Linked DNA regions of Anas platyrhynchos: region 1 is linked to region 2. Evidence: chromatin contacts called from public Hi-C data. All regions are on one chromosome and are shown on one strand. Each heading gives the region's core, a stretch centred on a gene start, on an enhancer-like site or on the middle of the called end of the contact. The rest is flanking DNA. Distances are from core to core; before and after follow the strand shown.

The links. A called contact is a pair of places that touch in the nucleus more often than the background predicts.
Region 1: a contact with region 2 is called in a Hi-C map of subcutaneous adipose tissue, with 1.9 times the contacts expected there. The contact joins the enhancer-like site here to the promoter of ATAD1 in region 2. A contact is called at or near these places in 5 of 8 Hi-C or Micro-C datasets (F1 follicle, liver, skeletal muscle and 1 more).

Annotation. Positions count from the first base shown.
Region 1 is chr6:4,274,979-4,280,267 of IASCAAS_PekinDuck_T2T, reverse strand. MINPP1 (multiple inositol-polyphosphate phosphatase 1) reads left to right here. Exons shown (of 5, transcript XM_027460205.3): 4 at 80-213. Among named protein-coding and RNA genes, the nearest start is that of MINPP1, 6.2 kb to the left of the region's middle. Within about 2 kb of position 3,682, at least 1 of the 8 cell types and tissues checked has an H3K27ac peak or open chromatin away from gene starts, as enhancers often do. A contact at or near this core is called in subcutaneous adipose tissue, where this site is marked.
Region 2 is chr6:4,192,354-4,197,951 of IASCAAS_PekinDuck_T2T, reverse strand. It overlaps ATAD1 (ATPase family AAA domain containing 1), which reads right to left and starts at 1,622. Exons shown (of 10, transcript XM_027460421.3): 1 at 1,471-1,622. It overlaps LOC140002862 (a long non-coding RNA gene), which reads left to right and starts at 1,557. Exons shown (of 3, transcript XR_011810413.1): 1 at 1,557-1,991; 2 at 2,330-2,476; 3 at 3,500-5,598.

The DNA of each region.
Region 1 (5,289 bases), core at 2,433-4,932, 80 kb before region 2:
GCAGTAGCATCATTGTTCTATGCTGTGTTTTTTTTCTACTTTGTGCAATAGTAAAAATTTGTGAACTGTGTAACTTCAGATACTGGAATACTTGAATGACCTGAAGCAATACTGGAAGAGAGGATATGGCTATGACATCAACAGTCGCTCCAGCTGCATTTTATTCCAAGATATCTTCCAGCAGTTGGACAAAGCGGTGGAAGAGAGCAAAAGGTAAATTTTAAAAAAAAGACCTTTTGTGTTGACTGCAAGCTTTCTGTGATCAACCCTGAGTTGAATTTAATGCAAATAGAAGTAAAACATTTCCAAACGTAATGACATTAGGAGGGTTTGGTTTATGAGAATTTGTAATAGAGGAAATAAAATGCTTAATAGAGCAGTATTACTGTAAAGGGTATATATATTTTTTCTTCCATTGATGTTCTTGCGCACAACAGATTTATTTCCATATTTTAACCTATTGATCTGAACAGGCCTCCAAGGGACAGCCAATTACTGTGTCTGACAACGTATTCTTTGTGTTGTGCACAGTTTGAGGAGAGGCCATTGAGTTAAAACAATGAACTTTCTGTTCAAAAAGTCTTCATTAAAACCCATTTGTGGTACAAATGGGAGGACTCTGTGTCGGAAAAAGTCCCTGTGATATATATCCTGTTTTCTTGTTATTTAAGCTCTTTGGCATGAAAATCTTTCTTTCTTTCTACATATGTTTGATCTGAGTCTCTTGCACTATTAAAGCTTTCTGTTCAGATTAAAAATAAATAATTAGACCAAAGCAGTCCAAACACTTGGTGACTCTAGAGCAGAACCACTGGTTGCAGAATCCACAAGTCTTGATCTATAACAGCAAACCAGCCTTTGTCATGCCTACTTCTTTTTAACTACAGAAGGGCAAACCTCTGGATGGTATACTCAGTGCCTTGTAGAAACTGGAGAAGGACTCTTCAGTCCTGAAGCTGTTGTAAATGCCTTAAAGATAAAACAAGCAAGTGTCTTCAAAGGATGGTGGTCTGACAAAGTGGTTTGTATTCATGTAGTTACATGATTTGGCAACAGTCATCCTGTGTCAGTGGAGGATGAATAGCAGTGGTACTCCTTCCGCTAAGTTGTGCAGCCCTCGAAAAAACCTTTCTAGTGCCATGGGTATAACTGCTCGTACACTTCCTTGGGAATTAAAAATGTGATGCCTGTGCTGTTTTTGTATATTGTTTAGTCCTATCAGCTGGTATCAGTCAGCAGTAGCGACCTGATGTGGCATGGAGAAAACAGCATAGAAAACAAAGGCTTCAATTACAGTTTGAGACGTTTATGTCACAGAATTACCTGCATTTGCTTTCACATGCCAGTAATATATTTTTGGAGGGCTACTTTAGGTTTAAATACAGTGCATTCATATGAGAATGAATTTACAACCTGTGTGAACACTTGTGATTCAAAGGAATTACAAATTCATAGCTTAGTGATCGACCACGTGAATTAGTACCTCAGTAGGTAACTGTGGAAATGTTTACCAAGGTACCTAAAATCAAGCACATGATATCAAGATTGTATAAATATTGTACCTTTAAATAGTTTGTAGGAATCAATGTATGAGTAACTGTAATTTATAATAAGCAAATTCAGCTTTGAATTGCAAATATTAGATATATGCAGCAGAAGTTCTTGCATTCCTAGCATTCTTGGGACTTTACTTCTAAATTTAGTATATTAAAGTAGATCTACATAATACCCAGGAGAAAAATACTATTTTTTTAATATATATTTCAGAAAGCAAAGCATGAGTCACTGATGTTTGAGGATGAATGTATGTATTTTTTTTGCTTGATAACACTTTAGAAAGCACTTTCTTTCCTTTCAGTTGTCAGATTGAAATTACAAGTAGCATTGACACTTTGGAGTAGAGGAATGATCCATACAGTTGTGGATTCTCCCTCCTTGGAGGTCCTCAAAGGCCACCATGGCACAGTCCTGGGCAAGCTGCTCTGGGTTTTCTGTGATGCTGATCATTTCACAGCAGAGAGGACTGCAAAGTTGTGTTCCTTCAGATGTTTGCCGACTGAGGATCCAAGTTAGATGTAAGCAGTGATAGAAGAACCGTGTATTAAGACAGCTGAAGCGTAATTCTCAAACTCATGCTTGGCTTTTTTGCTGTGCTTCCATGCTGGATACAGAGAGATGCGCTATGTTGATCACCAGAGTGTGGAGTTGCAGGAAGGTGGAAGTTATGCTTTATACACAGCATGGTTTCTTTGATCTAAAGCGGAGTTCTCTCTCAGAAAAACAAACCAAATACTATCTAAATTACTTTCTGGGATTCAGGTGGAAAATCCGACTGAGGTGTCCTTTTTAACAGAGCATCAGCTTAGTAAAGCGGGAATTAAAAATGCGCCTTTTGAGATCTACATGCAGGCGTTTTCAGTGCTAGCACCCATGTTGGTTCCTTGATCCTGCTCTAATGAGCACCAGGAAGGGGCTGTCCACGGCTAGAGGTGAGGGCTGAGGAGGGCAGCACGTAGCCCTCTACCTTTCTGAATCAGTGCTGTGCTGCGCACCAGCCAGCACAAAGGAGACAACCCTGTTCATTTTGCCATGAACGGGTTAAAATGTGGCAGTTGAAAGCATGAAATAAGGTTGGTTTTGGGGACTAGTTGCTGTGGGGGAAAGGTGGGCAGCAGGAGGTGGCTGGGGATGGCAATCCCTCTGCAGCCAAGCTGGCTTAAGACATTGTGCTGTCAAATGATTGTGCTGGCATTTGGAAATCCAAGGCTGTCAGAGTCAGTGATCCCTCTTGTTTTGATAGTGGTAGAGTCAAAGCCGTGGTTATTTTAGATTGCCCTTTAAATAAACCTTCCCTGCATCCTTTCTTCAGCCTACCAGGGAGCTAAATAAAAAATGCATTAGGCTGCAGGTCATTAGCATCCAACTGTGAACAGATTGACTGGCACACTGCTGTGATTGCCTCTGTTGTACGCTGTGTCTCTGCCTCTATGAAGACAGAAAATAAGAACTGGGAATAAGAAGATGAAGTGCGGGTTAAAAGAAAAGCAGACAAGCAAAACTCTCAAGACCCTTCCGCCTTAATGAAAAGTGAAAAATAACTTCTTAACATAGCTTGACTCGTGTGAGGAGAACAATCAGTTTTGTTTGCTTTTAGTGTATTTACTCCTTGAACACTGACAGACTTTCAATCCTTAAATTGCAGTGGCTTTTTAGAAAGTAGCTGTGTGCGTTTTAACTGTGTATGTGGTATCTCTGTTAGATTAATAATACTAATATTTTTTAAAAAAGTTGTAGTTGACAAAATCCATATCTGCACTTGTGATTTATTGAGCAGTAGATTAGCAGTCCCTAAATTACAAGAGCAGAACCTGGGGGAAGAGCAGGCAGCGTACTAAAGGACAGAGATATTTTCCTCCTGCCTTTCAACTTTGGCTGCACAAGCTCCATCACAGCATGTCAGTCTCTTTGTTGTGTTGCTGCCCCAGAGGGAAGAAGGTAGAGAGTTCATGTGTGGGTAATGAATAGGAACCCTAAAAATCTTGCAAAATCCAAAGCTTGGCGAGCAGTCTGTTTACTGCGTCCCTTCCAAAGTGGTAACTGAAAACTTCCGCACTGTCTTGCACAGAAGGAGCATGTAACCTCATCCCACGACATTAGGTGGCAGTCTTAAAGCACTGAAGACTTGATCTGAATTGGATAGCCTGTGCACTTAAAATTATATGGAAATCTGCCACGGCCAGTGGAGAACAGCTTGTATCTCTCGTGGTCTAAGCGTAGAGGTGCAATTAATGCTTTTTCACCTAAGGAAAGAGACTTATACAGGATCCTGCAGCAATTTGAGAGTACAGCTTAGAACAAGAAACTGCACAAATGAAAAATATGCCTGTATTTTCAACAGTAGAAAATACTTGGTTGTGCTGGTTGCTTTTTATTTTTAGCGGTACAGCGCAACAGGTTAAATACATCTGCAGCAGTTTATTACTCAGAAAAAGAACCTGTGTGGTGATGAAATGTCTCGTTTAGCTGTGTCAAACACCGATTTTAGCTCTGTTTTGTTCTGCAACTGTAAGAATAATTTGACTTCCAGAACCTTGTCTTTGCTCCAGCTTCTCCCATCTTTCTGAAAAGTTTAATTTGGGCTATCCAGAAGCAGAAGGGGAAACATTTCTGTTCCAGCAAAAAGTTAAAGCATCTGAACTTGCCAGTCTGTTCTAGTTTTGTCAGTGGAGAATGGTGCTGGCAGCTCCGCATTTTATTGCATACTTCAAATACTTATTTTTAGTAGTTGTGTCCTGTTTTCATTCCTAGTTACAGCTGAATTAAAAAGAGTTTCTACTGTAACCCCTTCCGTGAAGCTTTTCTTGACTTTGCAATCTGATTGCTCACCAGCCTTCAAGTTATTTGCCTAATTTGCCACATTGTTAAAGCTCACTCTTCTTTCTTCTGGAGAAAACATCTGCTGGTGACTAGTCTACCCTTAAGAAAATGACAAAAATCTCTCCAATTTTCAAGATTTTGACTATAAGACCATCAGAGGGTTGGCATTTGCTGAGCCACCTGAGTTACAACTTCAGTGTCTTGGACTCGAATGTCTAGTGTCATTTCAGATGCATAGGGTTATCTGACTTTTATCCTACTTGCCAGCCTTTTAGGGATACTTTTTATGTGAAGGTATCTGCAGTGCTAATAAATATCTGTGGCTAATAAGTCCCACCATCAATTTGCAGTGAAAAAGTTTTGGACGTTTGAGGATCTTTAATATCATATATTCCAAGAGAATAGTTGTTTTAAACCACCAGTATTCTCCACTGTGTAGGTCGTGCTGTGCAGCAAGGTGGCTGTGAAGGCTGTGAAAGGGATTTTCACTGTAGACTTACTCTTGTCAACTGTCCCCATCCGGAGGGCCACTGGAAAGATACTGCAGCACCTGTTGGTGCTTAGGAGCTGGGGCCTGACACTGTGTTTACTGATAGTTGTACTAGTGATCACCTACTGTCAGCACACTCATGCAGGGACCCTATTCTTCTGCATCCTCAGTAGCAATAAAATGTAAATATCCAATAAAGGTTAATTCTTTGGTAGAAAACATGTTTTCCTTGAGGCCTTACCAGCATTGTAATAGGGTATTCCAGGATGACATTCCTCCATGCCTCTTTGCCTGTCTGTAAGGAAATGTAGTAGTCACGTTTCTAGGGTGAGGTCAGGGGCTCTATTCCTTAAAAATCATCTTAATTAAAAAAAAAAAAAAAGTATAATAGGAGTTGACTGTAACTTTAAACCAGGTGAGTT
Region 2 (5,598 bases), core at 373-2,872:
ACCTTGCCAAGAAAGATCACTTTATTTCAGCGTCAAGCTTGCAATCCCATTAAAACTGAAATTATCTGACTGTTATTGGCCTAAGAATGCTAAGTCATGGAGACAAAGATAAATACATTACTTAAGCTAACTGTTGTGTTGTTTTATTTTTTTTTTCCTAAGAGGAAGCTTTAAGGAAAGGCACTGAATTGTCACATTCAATGAAGATTGACAACTTCTATTCAGATATAATGAGGTTAAGAGCTGGAGCCTGCACCTAGCAGAATGTATTTGTAGTCTTCCGTGTTAATAATAACCCTGGAAAACTGAAAAGGCTGGATGTGGCACAGAGTTATCAAGGGAAAAGGCTGGCTGCTGCACCATCCAGAACGTATAACACCTTCACATTACAGTAGTGTGCTGCAGAGATAAAATTCTTCTTAAACCATACAAAAACGCCTTAAAAATTGGGGTCCTCTTCCCTTAACCTACTTTCCACTCAGCTCGTGGGTTTCCATACAAGAATGCCCACAGTCCTACTCATTTGCTGCCTGATTTTCCTGCTGCAAGGGCAATTCCTTTTGGCAGCTTTATCCATTCCTTGGCTGACCTCCAAACCGAGCTGTCAGCCAGGGGAAAGCTGGACTACCCAAATATCCTTGAATTCCCCTACTCTTGGCTAGTAGTCACATTACGTTGACTCTGTGTTCAAGTAATGGCAACACCAGTACCATACCACGGACTTTCTTTGCAAAAATTCAGCGTGCTGGAATCAGGAGAAGCATCCTGATACGTTCACCCAAGTCAGTCAAAAGCTCACTGCTATATTCCAGCAGTGACCACCAAAACAGTTTTGGTTTTGTTTTTCTAACACCCTTCACCCCCTGTCTAGAAATTTAAAAAGTTAAGATCCTTTCTGCACGTATCTACTTGGAAACCAAATAAAATTTGTCTGTTTATCATCTAAGCAAGCCATGAAGCCAGCAGATTTAACACGTTCTATTAAGCGTGATTTATTAAAACAAAAAGGCTATATATTCACTGAGCAACAAAACTGGGCCCCAACACCCCTCAAAACATCCAAACCAACCAACCAAGCCAGCAAACAGCCCCACCAACACCACGTCTCCCACGCAAGCCTCGCCGAACAGCCATTTTAAGGGAAAGGTTACGCTCAAAACCCTCGCCTCAACTTTCCCGGCGCGTCCTCTCCTCAGCGGCGGCTGCGGCACGGGGAAGGCGCGGGCAGCGGTCGGGCTCAGCTCGCTGCCTCCCCGCACGGCTGCCGGCACATCCCCACCCTCAGCGGGGTCCAACGCCTCCCTCCTGCCCCGCGCCCCCCGTGCCCTCACCGAGAAGCTTCTCGGCCGGATCGCGGCACCGGGCCCGGGCCCGCCGAGGACGCGCCGAGGGCAGCGGGAGGGCCGGGCCGGGCCGGCAGCCGCGACCTTGGTGCCGCCGAGGCGGCCGCGGTGCCGCTCGCTCACCCACCTGCCCGCCCCCCCGGGCCGGTGTCTGCGACGCGCGGCTCCCGGCGCGGCAGCGGCCGTACGGGGGAAGGAGGAGGAGGAGGAGGAGGAGGAGGGGGAGGAGGAGGCGGCGGCGGCGCGGCCCCGTGGTTCCCCGCTCCGGCCGGCTGCCGCCGCCCCGCGCAAAGGTTCCGCCCGCCGGGCAGCGCCGCTAACGGCCGGCGGCGCCGCGGCCCCCTCAGGGCGGCGGCCCCGGTTGGCAGCGGCCCTCGGCTCCTCGCTCGGGTAGCGCATGGTCGTGCTGAGCGTGGGCAGTTCACGGAAATTCAGCTTTCTTCACGCGCCTTGCAGGCCCCTGTCCTGTCACGTTTCGAGTTTTTGCCGCAATTCAATGTCCCCTGCCACAGAACGCCACGGGTGGCCAATAAGCAAGGCAGTATGGCACAGGAGGTCACGGCCATCATGCAATGATAAAATGGCACAATTGTCCAGTATATACAGATACGGATATATAAAAACATATAAAATGACAAAAAAAAAAATGTACGTTTAACAAATGGTTCAGTTTCTGAACTGTCCTCACTCCTAGAGCTATCAGTGTAGATGGGCCACCTGAATTTTGAGATACACACGTTTACAGAAAAAAAAAAAAAAATCTTAAAAATGTGTAGGAAATAGTAATCTTGGAATCATTCAAGAAATAAAAAATTCCACACTATCTCGGTTCTGAACTGACTGGTAAAGAAGTGAATAAGCAGCCTAACCAGGAAGTACAAAATATCTACCTAAAATAAAACTGGTTAGGAAGAGCTATTGATCAGTCGGTTAAATAGAAGGTATGTGCTGCAGCTTCCCAGCACCAGGGCAGTGTTTTCCTGCAGGATTGAGGCAATTGAGGGAGCTGGAATCAAGCTGGGACGGATATGCAAGAAAGCCTGCGTCAGGATGGGAGTCCAGCCAAGTGCCTGCAGAGGAACCCAGTATTTCCAGAGGCTGAAATGTCCTCCATCCATTAAGAAGCTATGGTGGTAATTATTCCTATATATTCCCAGTGATGTCTTTCATGTCGATTCCATGTTAATTACTTTATACATCCTTTTTTGTTGTTTTCCCATTACGTGGCCTGATTTTTTGTTCTAACTTTTCTTTAAACGCTATTCTACATCCTGTTGCATTTGACAATTCTCACTTTTCCTGGCTTATAACCTAAGCTTTTTTTTTTTTTCCTCCAGTACTTGCTTTTTCTTCCTGCTGCTTTCAGATTTGCTTTCTGAAGGATCAGTTTAAACTCCTCCCATAATAGCAGAATAACCCCAAGCCCTTGGAGCAGCATCTGTTTTCAAAAGGAAGCCATTTGTTTATCACTGAACTTTCATAGCAAAGATGTGTCTTTATCTTGGAGAAATGTTGTTTGGATAGGACCTCAGGAGGTCCCTTGTCCAGGGTAAAATTAGGGAATGTACAACCATATCTATACTTTCACTTAGAAGGTGTATGCAAACAGAACAACCCAAAGCTTGCAAGTTAACATCAGCTGGCTGATTTCAGATGCTACTGGGATACATCAGAACGAAGACCATCTACATTTAATAATTAATCAGCAGTTTATTTAGAAGTACTGAGGCAAAATACTTTCAAAAAATTCCAATTTGCATTGCAAATGAAAATAGTAACTTCAAACAATGTATCAGGAAAATGTTGAGAAAAAGGTTAAAACAAGGAGATCTTTCTAGTGAATGTGATTACGCAGATGTTTTGGCAACTTGTATTTTGTTGTTGTCTACCCTTCTGCTCTTGCATCAATGCCCCTGAATTTTTAAAGCCTTTCAGTCCCACCTTTATTTTTATTATTATTTCTTTTTTTTTTTTTTTGTGATACAGCCTTATGACTTTGTTTTATTCTTACCTGTAATTCATATATTGTTCAAGGACTTGATAACAAAATTCAGCTAGCTCACTTGGAATCCTATTTTGTTTTTCAAGAGCTTTTTATATAACAGTAATTTTCTTATGAGGCATTTTTAACTGTCATCCCTTGTACACAAATGCAGGAACTACTTCACCTACAGACAAGTCAACTGTGTGCCTACTGGGTACAACAGCCTGTGGAACAGATCTGCTGCTTCTGGTCTTTAATTTCTTCTTCACTGCACCTGTTCTATGTAGTGTCACCTCAGGTAAAGTATGTCACAGCTGATCTCTCTCTGTACTGACACCCAGTCATTCTCTGCAGTGACCCAAGTGGGATGTGATCTGCCCCGTCGAAACCATCTGACATCACATCAGTGGTGTTTTCATCATTAAATCAATACACAAAAAAAGTACTCAAGTTCTCAAAATGATTGTGATTTTACCAGAGTAGTTAAATGAGAAATTTCAGTTTGTTTCTACTTATTGGATCAATATAACCTACATTAACAACAACAACAACAAGCTTTTGAAACAACTTTAGCTTCTTCAGCAGTACTGGAGGTTTCCCTTTTATTGTTCTGTGTGCTATAGCTCTCCCAAATAAGAAATGTATTTGATCAGAAAATAAATGTATCAATGTCTAAATTGATTTACAGAAGGCCTTCCTTTTTCTGCTGCTTCTCCAGCCTTTAATGGTAAATAAGATGATTATCTTATAGACAATATATATTCTTTAAGTCTGTGTAGAACATGTGAACAGTTTCCCCTTGATGATTTAATAGTGAACTAGATACAATCAGTGATGCTGACAGCTTTATTATTAATTTGAGGCTTACACTAGTTCTTATAATTGTCCCTCTTGAATAGAAAAAGGATAATCAATCATTTCACTGTAAGCATTTCATGCACTAGGCAAATACTATTGTGTTTGAATCACCGATATTGTAGGAAAATATTTAGGACCCTTCTGTTTATTCTCCCACTCTTAAAAAATGACATCTGTTTTGTTGCAATTAAGGATAAATGCAAACACACACACACAAGTAATAAAACCTAGATTTTCTCACTGCTATTTGACAGCTCTAGCGTGAACCTTTGAAAGAAATCCTCTGATGAAGTACTTGTTAAAAATTTTTAATGAGTGATGCAATTTTTCAGAAGTCAAGCAGGGTCAGGTGAGGTTGATGTCTCACTGATACTCTGTGGAATCCATATGTTCCATTGGGCTCTGTTTTTTTTCAGAATACTGAGAGACTATTATTTCTTGAACAAATATTTCTTTAAAATGGTGGGAAATACCAAATTCATCCTGCTTTAACAAACAGTTTCAAAACCTTTATGTTTTGAGCCTTCATCTCAACATTAGGACTTACTCTCAAACCTGATCCTACTAATGCCTCCATACCTTTAGTGTAACTGGAGCTCTCCCTCTTTGCAGAGATCTGACCTTGGCGAGGCGTTTCCAGGCACTGTGCTCATGTGGAGCTGCTTAGCGCAGAGCCATGAGACACTATCAGCCTACCGCTGACTGTGGGTCTTTCCAGTGTTAATGAGAGCTGGGCCTTAGTTTTCAATGAATATCTTCCCGTAAAAGTATGTCTGAAAGAAAAATGAACTGGAAATCATGGGTTTATACTGGGGGAAAAAAAAAAAAAAAGTGTTTGTGGCAGTGGCTGTTGCCCAAGCATTTGGTGTCCCTTGGCTACTTCAGATCACACAGCATGCTTCCTACTCAAGGACTCGTCTAGAAATTGGCAACCTAAGTTGCAACTCTTTCAGCACACTTTTTCAATTTGGCTTTGGCAGCTGTGGGAAAGTATAAATAACTTTTTTTTTTTTTAAATTATTATTATTAACATAAAAAAAATTAGATTGCAAATTTCCCCCAAAATTGTAAAATTTAAAATCCAAAGAATTGATGACCTGGCTGGAATACAGAACTAGAAGGTCTCCACAGGAACCTATCATTGTTTGAAGACACATTACAGGAGTTAAGATGAAGGCCACACAGTGTGCTGGTTCGATTTTGACCATTGAGTGCTTTGCTATGAAACATGTGGTTGAGTCACCATCCCTGGAAGTCTTTAAAAAGTGTTTAGATGTAGAGCTTAGTGATATGGTTTAGTGGAGGACTTGTTAGTCTTAGGTCAGAGGTTGGACTAGGTGATCTTGGAGGTCTCTTCCAACCTAGATGATTCTGTGATTCTGTGTTATTTTTGGTGAATTTCATTGTCCAGTC